Linked DNA regions of Sus scrofa: region 1 is linked to region 2. A link is a contact called in public HiChIP or PLAC-seq data. All regions are on one chromosome and are shown on one strand. The core of a region is the stretch at or near the end of the contact, and the rest is flanking DNA. Distances in the headings are between cores, read along the strand shown.

The links. HiChIP or PLAC-seq counts read pairs in DNA pulled down with a chosen protein or histone mark.
Region 1: a contact with region 2 is called in an H3K27ac HiChIP or PLAC-seq map of skeletal muscle, with 2.7 times the contacts expected there. The contact joins two enhancer-like sites. A contact is called at or near these places in 1 of 47 Hi-C or Micro-C datasets (skeletal muscle) and 1 of 2 datasets of contacts at active chromatin or transcription factors (skeletal muscle).

The regions. Positions count from the first base shown.
Region 1 is chr6:151,177,731-151,184,885 of Sscrofa11.1, reverse strand. All of the region lies in intron 2 of NFIA (nuclear factor 1 A-type), which reads left to right. Among named protein-coding and RNA genes, the nearest start is that of NFIA, 48 kb to the left of the region's middle. Within about 2 kb of position 5,750, at least 16 of the 83 cell types and tissues checked have an H3K27ac peak or open chromatin away from gene starts, as enhancers often do. A contact at or near this core is called in skeletal muscle, where this site is marked.
Region 2 is chr6:150,864,558-150,871,181 of Sscrofa11.1, reverse strand. It overlaps NFIA (nuclear factor 1 A-type), which reads left to right. Exons shown (of 11, transcript XM_021097780.1): 10 at 2,928-3,019. Among named protein-coding and RNA genes, the nearest start is that of TM2D1, 250 kb to the right of the region's middle. Within about 2 kb of position 2,906, at least 21 of the 83 cell types and tissues checked have an H3K27ac peak or open chromatin away from gene starts, as enhancers often do. A contact at or near this core is called in skeletal muscle, where this site is marked.

The DNA of each region.
Region 1 (7,155 bases), core at 4,501-7,000, 310 kb before region 2:
CTGATCACTGGAAGATATCTCAGGATTCTCTATTTAAAAAGGTGCAGAATGTGAAGGATTTTGTAGGTCTTTTCCTCCTGTGATAGAATCAGGAAATTATTTAGGTTAATTTTCAGGTAAATATATTATGATCTCTAGCTGAAAGAAATAATGTAAGAACACTTTTTTTATTAGGTAATCTTTTCCCATGAAATCTTAACTATCTCTGCATGTGATTTGGTGGTTTTTGCCTTTATGTAGATCTTTCTCACCCTAGTGACACTTACCCAACTCCGAAAGTCCACACCACTAGTAAACTCTCTAGCCTCTGTTCCTGGGACAAGTGGTCTTTCTTTGTGACCAGGTACACATAATTAATAGCATTATTGTATGAAGTAATTCGGTTACTCAGCAAAACAAATAATATGCACTTTTAGAAATAGCTCTAGAAAGTAAACTTGAACCTAAAAGTGTTTAGTGAGAGGAAATTTCTGTTTGTCTTTAATTAAGAGAAACTGTATGGAAATGTAAGCTAAGGATGCATTAATCAGAGAAGTTGGCATTGCACTGTGTTCCTCATTTTTATTTGGCATAGATTTCATGGGTGCTCATTAAATAATTTGGCAGAAATAACTCTTGTGATATTTCTTGCTAAATTTTTGCATCTATTCAGACTAAAACTCTGGAAAGTTAAAAAAAAACTTTAAGTTTGAAGGTTTGAGCCATTAATTGTTACTGACAGTCTTTATTGTGGAAGTGTGTATTCATTAATGTTTGCTTGCCTCATTTTTGAGGAAGAAAGGTGTATGATGAGAGTGTATACAATTTCAGTGAAAAATTAGTGCTCATATAGTGAGTTTATAGATGGTAAGTAGATTTTTGTGATTAATGCCTTTGAATGTTAACAACTTTGCCTCTGCTCCCTTTGTTGGTGAACTTGTTGACTTTGCTAGTTTTAAAAATAAACTCTTGAAGGAAAAAGTTTACATCCAGAGATGGTTGGGTTGGTAGGATATACTCACATCTCAAAGGGAACCTGATCTTTGGAGAGACGGCATGTTTGGGTCATCAAGGCCAAGGAAAAGGAATTTCCCCCTCTACTTTAATTTCTTGGTTCGTATAGATCAAACCAGGATTCTTTAGGCTAAATCAGGTGGTATACCTTTGGCCATAGATTTGCTTTGGGCTTCGTAATATTTGTAATCCTGTGAGGTGACAGGATTGAATTCACTTAATTGTAGAGTTCTACACAGTGGCTGTACCAACATCCTAATAAAGTGATAAGGAATTCAATAAGTAATGCCAAGTGGGACAGTGCCCCACTCACATAAGCTTTTTACTAAACTTGATATATTCTTATGGCGCTTCTCCAGAACGTAGAAGAAACACATTTATCTAGGTGATTAGTATTCTTTCTGTCTGCCAGATTTAAGGATTGTTTGGAAATATTGTTAGAATCCAAATCAACGTTTGTTGCCACACAAGGTTGGGCATTCCAGGCAGACTCTGGTCGTTCATGGTGTTACTCCCATGTCCACTTGTTTCACATCTGCCATGACAGTGACAGTTTTCAGTAACAGAGCCTCCATCAACAGTGATCAGCCAGTCAGTAAGGCCTTTGGGAAACGTCATTTCTGGTCCCTTCTCAAAGGATGTTATTGAAGACATCTTTAAAAGTGATCAAGGTAACACCAGCTAGACCCCGTGCAGGTCATGTTTTTGAAGTTATTAACAGTCTGCACTTAAGTCCATTTTAAGCTGAAAAGTGGCTCGTGCACACACTTTTTAAACACTGTAGCCGGTTCTAAATTTAAGGAAAACGAAAACATTGGAAATGAACAGTCAAAGAAAGTTCTAGGGTAGAAGATGCTTTTTAAATTAACCACTCAAATCAGGTTTAAAACTTTAACATGGCAATGCTCGCATTTTGGGTTGTCTAATTAGTGACTTGTATTTTGTTAACCACGTCTCTTAGCTATAGTGCCAGGTTCCGTTTTTTAAAAAAAACTCAAATAAACTTAAAAGTATTAACAAATGGCAAGGTCTCACATCGACCTCCAGGACATTAGGAAATCAAATTTAAAGCGTTGCATTGTCTGTTACTCAATGCAGTGAACTGAGGACAGCGTGTGACTTGTGTACTGGGAATGACGCAATCGCTAAATATTCTGGTGTGAGTTAAGGTTGATTAAATGATCGTCTTTAACTCTGTTCTTCCCGGGGCTTTTTGAATCCTTGTTTTTCAGGTGATATATGCTGTATTATATTGATCTTTAAAAAGTGTTCTCTTTGGGGCAAGGAAACACGAAAGCTCTCTTGGATTCTGGATGGAAATTAGCAATCTTATGCTCAGAATGGAAAGGTCACAAACTGACCCTCCAAAAAAAAAAAAAAAAAAAAAAATCTGGGGAGTAAAACATAGAAGCAAGAAACCAGATATTGATCTACAAAGTTATAGATTTTTAAAAAACTCTTTAGCATTTTTTTCCCTGGAATTAATTTTCTGTGAAAACTAAGACATTTTTCTACTCATCTGGAATTAGTTTTTACCCCATTTGCAGGAAATGGTGAATATACATGCAACACAAATAGAGTTCGCTTTATGAGGCAAAGAATTTACACTCCATAGTAGCTGTGTACAATAAAAGATTCTTTCTGCTCTTCTTAAATAGCCTTGTGAAGGCAGTTATAGCAGTAGATAGCATCATTCAGGTAACTTTCAGTGATGTGATTCCCCCCCACACACACCATAAATCCAAAGAAAGAATTTTTGACCTAATCTTTTGGCAAATATTTTAGTGCTGTCTTTAGTTTATTGGTAAAATGCAATGTTCCCTGGCTGGGTCTTGGTAGTGATAGCATGTGGGGCTGGGGTAGGACTCCCTTTTCCATTTTCTTTTGATCTTAAAGTTACATAACTGTGCATTCAGCTCAACTTGTGTTAGTGCAGTAGGAAGATGTGTAGGTGGAAAGATATTCTAAAGGGAGGCTAAAGCTACCTTCCCTGTCAAGAAGAAATTCAAGTGAACAAATAAAAATAGACTCAAAGAGTCATAGAACATTATAGCTGTAAGGGACCTGAGGTTTCATTTAATCCAAATTTAAGCTTCAAGGTCCCAGATAAAATTTATATCTGTGCTTGTGAATAGGGCTTTTCCATATTTAAAAGTTAAATTTATTGTGTTCACTTATTTATCTTGATATGTTTGTGACCCTATTTTTTTTTTTTTTTTAATATGGCTAATAGGAACATTCTGTGTTATCACTTCCTTTTTTTTTTTTTTGGTCTGGAGGCTTGTATATGTCTTTTAGTTTGCTAGTATTTTCACATGTGCAGGCATACAAGAGAAAATGGCAATCTAGTATTGTAAAACAGAGAAAGAATGAATTATAGTGTAGGAAGAGAAGACTGGATTAATTGTGCTCTTAGCAGTCAGGTTGCCATAAGCGTCATATTTTAAAGTTTGAGACTACCTCGCGTGTATCCCAGAGTTTGTACAGGGCTGTTGGGCGTCTCCTTAGACATACAGTCTGCCTGCTCTTCAGGCCTAACATATAAAATGGATGTCATTTAACTGGCATCTAGAAAGCATCGGTAGCACTGCAGATTTTATCACTCATTCCAAACACGGGAATTGCAAAACACCTTTCTCTAAATATTTTCTCTTCATGGTGCAACTGGGGAGGGCCAAACTCCAGCCTTAAATAAAGTTTCAACCTGACTGGGTGACAGAAATGGCAGAATAATAAAACTTTCGGTCAAGAAACTGATGGCTAGGCTGTGTCTAGGATTAGACTGTGCTTTTGTTTCGGTTTCCTATGGGCTCCTTGTGTCTACTCAGTACCCGCCTCTGTGTAGCCAGGAGGAAGTGGAGATTGCACCTTGGGTTTCTTTTTCTAGAGATATTCCTCTTGGGACTCCTAGATCCTAATGAGTATTCTTTTGTTGATGATAATCTACTTAACTGATATCCTATCATCAGAATCCCTTGATGGAATTAGCTTTGCATTTTGCACAGTTCTTTCATCCTGGCTTCTACAAGTGCCTCCCTCCCTTAAATTATTGTTCTAATGGAAATTACATGTAAATATGTAAATTACTGTGTGGGAAGCCTGCATAGTAGGCTGTTTTTGATACCCAGTCCACCCTACTGGCGACTACTTTGTAGGAAGCTTCATAGAATAATGCAGAGGGTACGAAGAGACCTCTGCTATGATTTCTTTGGTTTATATATTTTGCATTGAAATGGTAGATCTTTTTTTTTTTTTTTTTTGGTTGGAATTTATTTGAGATGATTAAAGACATTTTGCAGAGTACTCAAATATAGGTGAAAGAATTTCAAGTTTGCTCATTTTGGCATAATTGTAAAACAAAAGTGTTACTGTTGGATCTGGGCATGTGATGGGTGAATGAGTGTTTCAATGAAATGACATAAGTCTGTATAATTTGGAGGGTAATGATGCCTTAGAACAAGAATAAATCTGGAGCGATGGAAAGGCTCCATATTCTAGATGAATGCATGCTTCCTCTTATGAGTCTGAAAAATAAAATTAAATTTTTATTTATACGAATCCACTGGGGACAAAAGCTCATGGACTGGGTTTATGATATATTTCAGAACAGGAATATTAGCCTTAACCTCTTTCCTCACATTGCATATGATATTTAATCCATCATCTTTGTTTTAAACAAACAATACGCAAGCTGTTGCTGGCATTGGTATAAAGCTGATGGTCCATCTGGAGAGCAGGAATATAGATCAGGAAAATAAGAGAATTGAAATTGGGTGCAAGGGCAGATTTGCATGTGTAAAACCTTTCTGTTTTTACCAGCTTTTTATCAAATTATTTAATACTAGGCAACACAGATTCCTTTTTCTTGAATCTGAGTGTCTTATTCGAAGAAGAGTTGCTTCTGGGCTGAAAGGAGGACAGTTGGGGTTTGAGAGACGGTAAAGTCCTAAGCCATTCCTCTCACCTTTTTTTTTGGCAGGGGGAGTCCCGGTGGAGAAGAGAGAGCCCCACTGGGGGATTTAGTTCCTGGTGTAGCCCTGTGATCCTTGGCCAGTCCTTTTAGCTTCTTGACCTTCAGTGTCCTTTGATCCCACTTAATTCATCAGCCATTGGTTGAGGCAACTGAGAATTTTCTGAGCTGACCATTATGCGAGGCATCAGGGACCCCTAGAGGAGAAAGACTGGGCCCTTCTCTCAAGAGGCTTCAGGTCTTGCAGTGGAGACGGGACCTCACAACTGCACAATGGCATCAGGGGCGTATAAGAGATGCCGGGTCGCAAAGGAAGGAAAATTCATTCTGTCCAGAACGGACAGGAAGATTTGAATTACGAATCCTTCCTAAAGGTTTTCTACTTCCGTTGGCCAAGGAGCAGACATTCCAGGTATCTGGATCGTGAGAGGTTCAGGACGAATTATCAACAAAGTTCTTTCCAGCACCACACGGGTGGTGTTATCAATGTGAAATTCTTTGAATAGCTTTCCTCTGATGAGGTACTTGCCAAAGAGTGTTTATTGTCATGGTTGAAAGAAAGTAATAATGAAAGAAACAATGATTTCTTTTGGTTATAAAATTGGGGCTGGATGGGAGGAGGCAGCCGGGGTTTTTTTTTTGTTTGTTTTTTTGCCCCCCCCCCCTTTTTAATTATCGCCCTGTTTGAAAGAGCAGGCTGCATGGAGGGTGGCACACACTCTGTGCAGAGACCTTCCTCCTTCCAGAGAGTGGCATGGATGGAGCGACTGTAACCTGGCCTCCCTCCACGGGAGGAGGGAATCCAGGTGGCCCCGCTCAGATGTGTGTGCACAGCAAGGCTTCTGAAATGACAGGAGCGCCCGGCGGCTTCCCAAGCAGCTGTGACTCTGGATCGCGCCCACCATCTCTGCTTCTCACCACCAGAGGAGTGAATCTCTGCTGCCTTAGGAGGCGCGGAGCCCGGGAATTTTCTTCCTTTTTTTTTTTTTAATGTTTCATTTTATTTTTAAATTCTTCAAGCAGCAGATGATGATTTCTTGACAAAAGAAAGATTCCCTCTTTTTAAAGAGGTCTTGTGTAAACTCACGGGTTAGGAAGAAAACCAGAACCCCTCCTTTTTTGTTGTTGTTTATGCGCGGCCAATAATTTATTCACATGTGACATTTGAGCTGGCATTTTTTTTTCTCCCCCTCCTAAGAGGACAGTAGCTTCCGCTGTTGTTGTGTCCTAAAGCAAAGTCAGAATAGCCCTTCGCTTTTGTCCCCCTTGGTAGGTATATTTTAGCCTCTGGCCTTTTTTCATTTAGACCTTATGCTGTTTCCTAACCCTCAGACTGTTTTTGAAAGGCTTTGATTAAAATATGCTGATAACAGAATTTGATAACCAAGTTAGGAACGACAAGGCTATCTGGAGAAGACCGAATGATTTGGCAGCCTAACAAATTCTATTCAGAGCACACAAAGAGATCCTGGAACCTTTTACAGGGACTCGTGTTTGGGGAATGGTATGAACTCAGGTTACCTGCAGAATATGGTGTCATATGGAAACATTTAAGAGCTTATGGAAAATTCTTTGAAATAAAGTGGAATGAGCCAGCAAGCATAGAATACCGAAGAAGAAAAATAAGAGCATTCATTCTGATTTTCAGGTGGCTGCTCAAGGAGGGGAGAAGGACGAAAGTAAATCATTGTCAACATCCTACGCCTCACGTAGAAGAGCTATCGCCTCAGAATAGCTGTGCTAACCAAATCCTAGACTTAAAAGGATCTTAGAGGCCATTGCGTCCCACAGCCTTGCTCTGTTAGAAACTCCCGTGTGATGCCCCCAACAGCCTCTGCGTAAATACTTCCAGAGGGACGTGAGGGAGTGGGAGTGAAGGTGGCTGATGCTGAATACCTCCTCTCTCGAGATACTGCTCGGGCACGTGCTCACCATCTCCTGTTTAACTTACGTGTGGGTTTTATGACATACAGTTTACAGATGAGGAAATTAAGTTAGGTCAACCTGTAAGGCGACTTGCCTCCGCTCGTGTGTCTAGCTTAAGGCCCAACAGAAATTAGGACCTCCTCCCATCGTTTTGCACCGCACTAACCTGCCTCCCAGGCTGGAGAAGCGCCCTCTTCCTCCCCGGGCTGCCTCTTCCATCTTGATGTGCGTTGCTGGAAAATGCTTTCTTTTATTTAGCTGAAATC
Region 2 (6,624 bases), core at 1,657-4,156:
TGAGTGGCTAAATTATTCGAATGCTAAGCCATCTTTCAAAATGGCAAAATTGGAATTCCTGTTACAGTGCAGCGGGAACTAATCTGACTGGTATCCATGAGGATACAGGTACAATCCCTGGCCTCCCTCAGTGGGTCGGGATCTGGCATTGCTGTGAGCTGTGGTGTAAGACGGCAGCTGTAGCTCTGATTCGACTGACCCCTAGCCTGGGAACCTCCATGTGCCAAAGGCGCTGCCCTTAAAAAAAAAAAAAAAGGCAAAATTATTTATGTCCGGCAAAAATAGAGGAGATGTAATACAGACCTTTCCAAATTGACTGCTGTGTATGATCAAGGGAGAACTGTCTTCACACACACAAAAAGAAGAGCTAAAAGGCCATGTACCCCAGGATCAGTCAGGATGCTTGTTTCGGATGCACCAGCATGGTCAAACGCCGTAGGAAGTCCTGCCGTGTGTCTGCAGTGACCGCTGCAGGCATGTGCACTGCTCTGCCAGGACCACAAGCCAAGGCCTTGGGGTGCAGCATCTGCCATCCATCTCTCAGTCTTAAAACCTTAGCTTACTTTCCATGGCCTTCTATGCTCAGCCTACCTACCTGGTCACCTACAGTAGAACATTTTTTTCCCTCCTAACTACTAACAGGTTTAACAGGTTCTTTTATCTACTGGCTTCCTCCTTATCTCTCCCACATCCTCTTTGTGCCCTTCCAAGCAGGTAAACTCGCTACCAGGTAACAACTATAGCCCATCCTTTTCAATATATAACTTTCTGTTGAGACTTCTGAAAGCATTATCAAAGCAGAGCAATAGTCTGAATGAAACAATAAAGAGTGTTTTGCGGAGCTTTTTAAAAAAGTGAGTTTCCCCCCCCTCTGGGGAGTAAGAGGTACACACTGAACAGCTAAATGTAGAGCTAATTCTCAGATCTGTTGGGGTTAGTCTAACATAGGATGGGCCGCGGAAGACCTCAGGACCTTGACACTGCTAGACAGGAGAGCTCGTCATGTGTTTAGAACATTTTCTTTAAAGCTGTTATGGGACAAACTCTTCTAAAACAAATACCACAACAAAAAGTTCTTCATTGGAGTTCCTGTCATGGCTCAGCGGTAATGAACCCCACTAGGATCCATGAGGATGGGGGTTTGATTCCTGGCCTTGCTCAGTGGGTTAAGGATCAGGCATTGCCCTGAGCTGTGGTGTAGGTCACAGATGCGGCTCGAATCTGGCATTGCTGTGGCTGTGGCATAGGCCGGCAGCTACAGCTCTGACTCGACCCCTAGCCTGGGAACCTCCATGTGCCATATAAAGGGCCCTAAAAAAGACAGAAGACCAAAAAATTTAAAAGAAGGTTATTAAGAGACGTGAGAGGACCTTCTCATTCCTCCTCTGTTCCATGCTGACTTCACACAGCCACACCGCATGACCGTCACAGCTCTATGTGGGTGACTTCGCTCTGACCACAGATGACCAGTAGGACTGGGCCAGATTGGTGGGAATTTGATCTCTAGACGTCGTTAACAAGGGAAGCAAGAAGTCTGAGCCATGCTGTACGAGACAGAAGATGAAAGGAAGAGAAATAGATGATGTCAAAAGTGGGGGGTGGGGGAGTCTGGCAAAGAGATTTGGTGTTATTCTCTCAATTATCTGTGTTTTTAAGAAATGCAAATCCTTTTCATCTCTTAGATGGTGCATTAGGGCAGAACATGTAGGCTTTTTACAGATATTGTTAAGAAATTTGAAATGAAGCAATAGTCTATCTAAAACTCCTAGTAAAGAAAGAATGTGGATAAATCCTAGGACTTTGTGGTAAAGACATGGATGGAAGGACACCCAAAAACGAAATGCTCATTTGGATTTATGAGCCAGGGAAACACCAAAGCCACAGAATTTTTTCTCACTAAACTACAGTGAAGCTCTTAAATATAAAAACCAACCACAGAAACATTCATGTGCTGTGGAAAGAATGGTAGGCTGAAGTGTGGTCCCTGAGGTTCTGGGTTTACATGAGATCTTGATGGTTTGTGCCTGAATGGAAGGGTTCTAGGGTGAGAAAACTTGTTAATACTGTAAGCACATTTTGTGCATCATAAAATTCTAGACACTCCACCAAGCCTGTAAAAACAGCTGCTCTAGGTGGTTTTCCACCCCTTTTCTGGAGAACCCAATTCCTTCTATAGAGACTCCTCTTCCAGGGAGTTCCCATTGTGGCTCAGCAGGTTACAAGCCCGACCAGTGTCCATGGGGATGTGGGTTCGATCCCTGGTAAGTTGAGGATCTGGCATTGCCACAAGCTGCGGCGTAAGTGGCAGACGCAGCTTGGATCCTGCATTGCTCTGACTGTGGTGTAGGCTGGCAGCTGCAGATCCAATTTGGCCCCTAGCCCGGGAACGTCCATGTGCCACGGGTGCAGCCCTAAAAAAAGCAAAAAAAAAAAAAAAATTAAAAATTAAAAAAAGACTCCTTTCCATAGTTTAGAGAGAGGCACAGGAACGTTTCCTGATCTTTAGGAGGGTCATAGTGTGAAATCAAAGTTGTAAAATGAACTGCTTTCCTTACCTTTCTACCTAATTTCTTTCTCCTGTGCTTTTAAAGACTAGGATTTCTCTTTCTGACCCCCGAGCTCATGTTTAACTCAGAAAGTATACTTTGCAGTACCCTGCATGTTCTCATTGGTGTGAGGGAAGGAGAGAAGAGCCCCTCTGAGCACCAGTTTGACATCGTTTTATTCCAACAGTCTTTGGAATCCAACACCCCTTCCCTTTTTGACTGTCTAAAATGCCCCTGCTAGCCAGATCCCTCTGCTAGCCCAGCGTTTGCACATTTCCTTGTTAATCAGCTGCGTAGGCTCGGAGACTGTGTGTTTTTGGTGTTGTTTGTGTGTGCAATCTCGTGCTGCTTCCTGAACGCATGTGTCCCTTCCCTTCACAGCCTACTCGACACCCAGCACCTCCCCCGCAAACCGATTCGTCAGTGTTGGACCACGGGATCCAAGCTTTGTAAATATCCCTCAACAGACACAGGTGGGCCGCTCTCATCTTTTCTGTATGTGGTGCAGCTTGTTTTATTCATCAGGTGCATTGTAACTTGTCTTGGGCACAACAGGCTGCTTTTCCCAGTCCCTGTTCGGTCCCCTTTCCTCCCCACCCTCACCCATCCCGGCCCTTCAGCCACAGAGCTCTCGGGAATCGTGGAAAACAGTGTCTGCAATTTTTGCTTCTCGTATTGAAGAGGAGGGCTTCTGTGCCAGAGCTCCTTTTGCTGTGGGAGGAAAACTTCCCCAGGGCTAGGTAGCGTGTGCTTCCCCCGCTTAAAAGTTCGTGTCTCTCTGCGTGCAAGCAGACAGAAGTAGGCCCCCAGCGAATCTGGCAAGTGCGCTCTGGTTGGGGTGACATCAGAGTGCGTGCCGGGAGTGGGGGGGACCAGCCACTCTTCTGTACTTGTTATAGGGCCACAGGAACCTGGCCGACTTTCTAAGAGGAAGAGAAAGGGTTCCTGAGCCCTGTTAAGTTGCTGGTGATGGTGCAGAAGGAGGTGTTCGTTAGCTGGCCCCCGAGGGATGGGAAGGGATGTCTGAGAAAGGATTGTCGTGTTTGGAGGTAGGCAACGGGGAAAGGAGTATGCCGGGACATCTCGAGTTTGCTTTTCCACGGATAGTTGTGTTTTGTGCTAGTATAGGCCAAGGAGAAAAAAACAATCTCTTTTAAAAGTTTAGAAATGGCTGCTGTTAAGTGAGAAATGGAGAAATGCTTGGAAGGCAAAGGTAGTAGACAGAGAGATACTTAGAGAGGTGTGAAGTAGAATTCGATGAAGTTCTGGAAGAAACGACTCCCTGATTTCCCAGTGAGAACATGATTGTGTATTGTCCTGATTGAAGTACAGAAAGTATTTTCTCTTTGAGGTTCTCAACACGGTGTTTGAAAAAATTCTCTGAGCTATTTTGTGCCTGTGCCTGGGTGTGTAATCTCCAGATGCCTAATTTATAACTATTCATCTTTGTTTGTAACACTATGAGCAGGTGCTTATGAAGGAGATAGATTTGCTTCCTTGGGTCCATTTGCTTTCTCCGTAAAGGGTTTTAGTTTATTGCTGTGTCGACAGCGTGGGTTAAACTGCATTGCATCTAAAGCCTTCCTTACACCAAAGCAGGGTCACGGAAAGTACAGCCTCAGAGGAGGCAGCTGGGAGGAGAGGGGAAGCAGAGAGGGGAGGGGGAAAGTTAACTCTTGAATTTCCCGCTTCTGCTGTTTCTGCTGAAACTGGCAGGTACAGGGCACCTGGAATGAACATCTCCTATTCAGTACCTCCCGTAAAATTGTTCAAGTTTATTGCTTATTTTGCTCTATCTTCAAATCCTTAACCGATGAATTTGAATAACTGCCTCAAATGCTTTAAAATAGAAGAACGTTTCCTGCTGTACTTTTGGCTCACGTGGTCAAGTTCAGTGAGAAGGGGGGAGCTGGGGACAGTGGCTTTATATTGGATGATTGCTTTTCTCAGAGCCCCAGTGGACTCGGGTGACTTCATTAAGAGCCTCACAAATGCAGTTTGGAAATGTCCTGTTTGTATTTTATATAGTATTGTGTCTATAAGTTGTGATTCACAGCTCTGAAATTGAACCCTGCGTTCCATTCAATTTGTTTCTCTATAATCAGAACGTGTTCTGTTCCAACATGGCTTTGTTTCACAAATGCCTTATTTAACCCAGAAACTGAGTCTTCATGATGTTGACCACAAAAATGCAATTCTTAAAAGTCCAGATTTTCTACGCATCTGGATGAATGATGTCATGTAGACCCAGTTTTGGCATCTGGAACTGGATTTTTTGGGTTTCCGTTAAATATTTGGCATCATCGGGGCAACAGCTTCAATGTTTCTCATCACAGTGACACCTGCCACATTGGCTTGAAGAAAACCATCCCCAATTGTCTTATGAGAAACTGTGCTAATGGAATTAATTTTTTCCCCAAAAAAATATATCCTGAGATGAAAATTATGTACTCTTAAGTATTTTAATATTTAGATGTATGTATTAACTCTTTTTTTTAAAAAAAGGAACTACTTCCTGGAGCCATTTAAAGTGGTAAGCATATATAGATATAGATAATAAAAATCATATTTTAAATGATTTTATTAAGAGGACCTCAGTTCAGAAGAGGAATTTTTTAAGAAATAATTTGAGTGTGGCCTGCAGATTAGTAATTTCCTGGACAAACTTGCATTTTTCTATATAAATATTTTTGTTAAAGAGGCATGAAATTTGTACTAATTGAATTACAGGAAAAGTTTTCTGGGAAAGTAAGTCTGGTTTCTACCTTGAAATGTAAAAAGTGAAGTCACCCAAGCAGTTGCTTGAGCTTTATAAATGCCGAGGAGATATTCTGCACATAAATCCATAAAAAAAATAACAAAAGAAAATGGCCTTCCTTTCTCCCAAGGAAAACTTTTTAAATGCTTGAAGCATCAACCTGTAGAAGACAGATTAGATATGGTCTCTGTTTTTTCCAGCAGATAGAATTTGAGCTAACACATAGACATTTGAAGTAGGTGGCTTTCAGTTTATCATAAGACCTTTCTTAAAAAAAATAAAAGGGTTCCTGTCGTGGCTCTGTGATAAACCAACCCAACTAGTATCCATGAGGACACAGGTTCAATCCCTGGCCTTGCTCAGTGGGTTAAGTATCTGGTGTTGATGCCTTGAGCTGTAGTGGCAAACCCGCAGCTCAGATCCTGTGTTGCTGTGGTTGTGGTGTAGGCCGCAGCTACAGCTCTGATTTGACCCCTAGCCTGGGAACCTCCATATGCTACAGGTGTGTCCCTAAAAAGACAAAAGAAAAAAAAAAAAAGAGTTCTTTGATGACAGGTAGCCTCTATTTATTGAGCCTTTTCACTGTACTAAGTACCTTACTACATTATCCAGCAAATCTTGATAGTCACCCAGTAGGATATATATAATTAGCTCCACTTTATAGATGTGGAGGCTGAGGTGTAAAGAGATTGGTGGTTTTCCCAAAGCCATGCAGTGGTGAGGAGTGGAGCAAGAACGGATCCCCAGTTCTATCTGGCTCCAAAGCCTGTACTCTCTAACCACTGTGCTGCACTGCCTGTCAGGCTGGCGAGCTGGTGAGCCCCTTTCCCTACAGATACTCAAACGGAGACGGATGCTCGACTCTCAGGAATACCACTGGCATAATCCCTGGTTTTAAATCTGAGATTGCATTAAAATCTAAAAGAATGGAAAGCTAGGTCTCAGAGAAAGATTTATACACCCACGTTCTTAGCAGCATCGCTCACAACAGCCAAAAGATGGAAACAGCCAAAGTGTCCATTGACAGTAAGTGGATGAACAAAATGCGATGCACCCATTTTATTCTGTAAATTCTAATTTCATGTGGTATCATACATATATTCAGTCTTAAAAAGGAAAGGAATTCTGCCGTATGTTCCGTCACGGACGGGCTTTGAAGACATTTCGCAAAGGGAAAGAAGCCAGCCACAAAAGGACAGATGCTGTGCCACTCCACTTAGGTGAGGGACCTCATATAGTCAAATGTAGGTAGGGTGGCGGCTGTCAGGAGCTGGGGAGAGGATGGAATCGTTATGGTTTAAAAGGATCGAGTTTCCATCC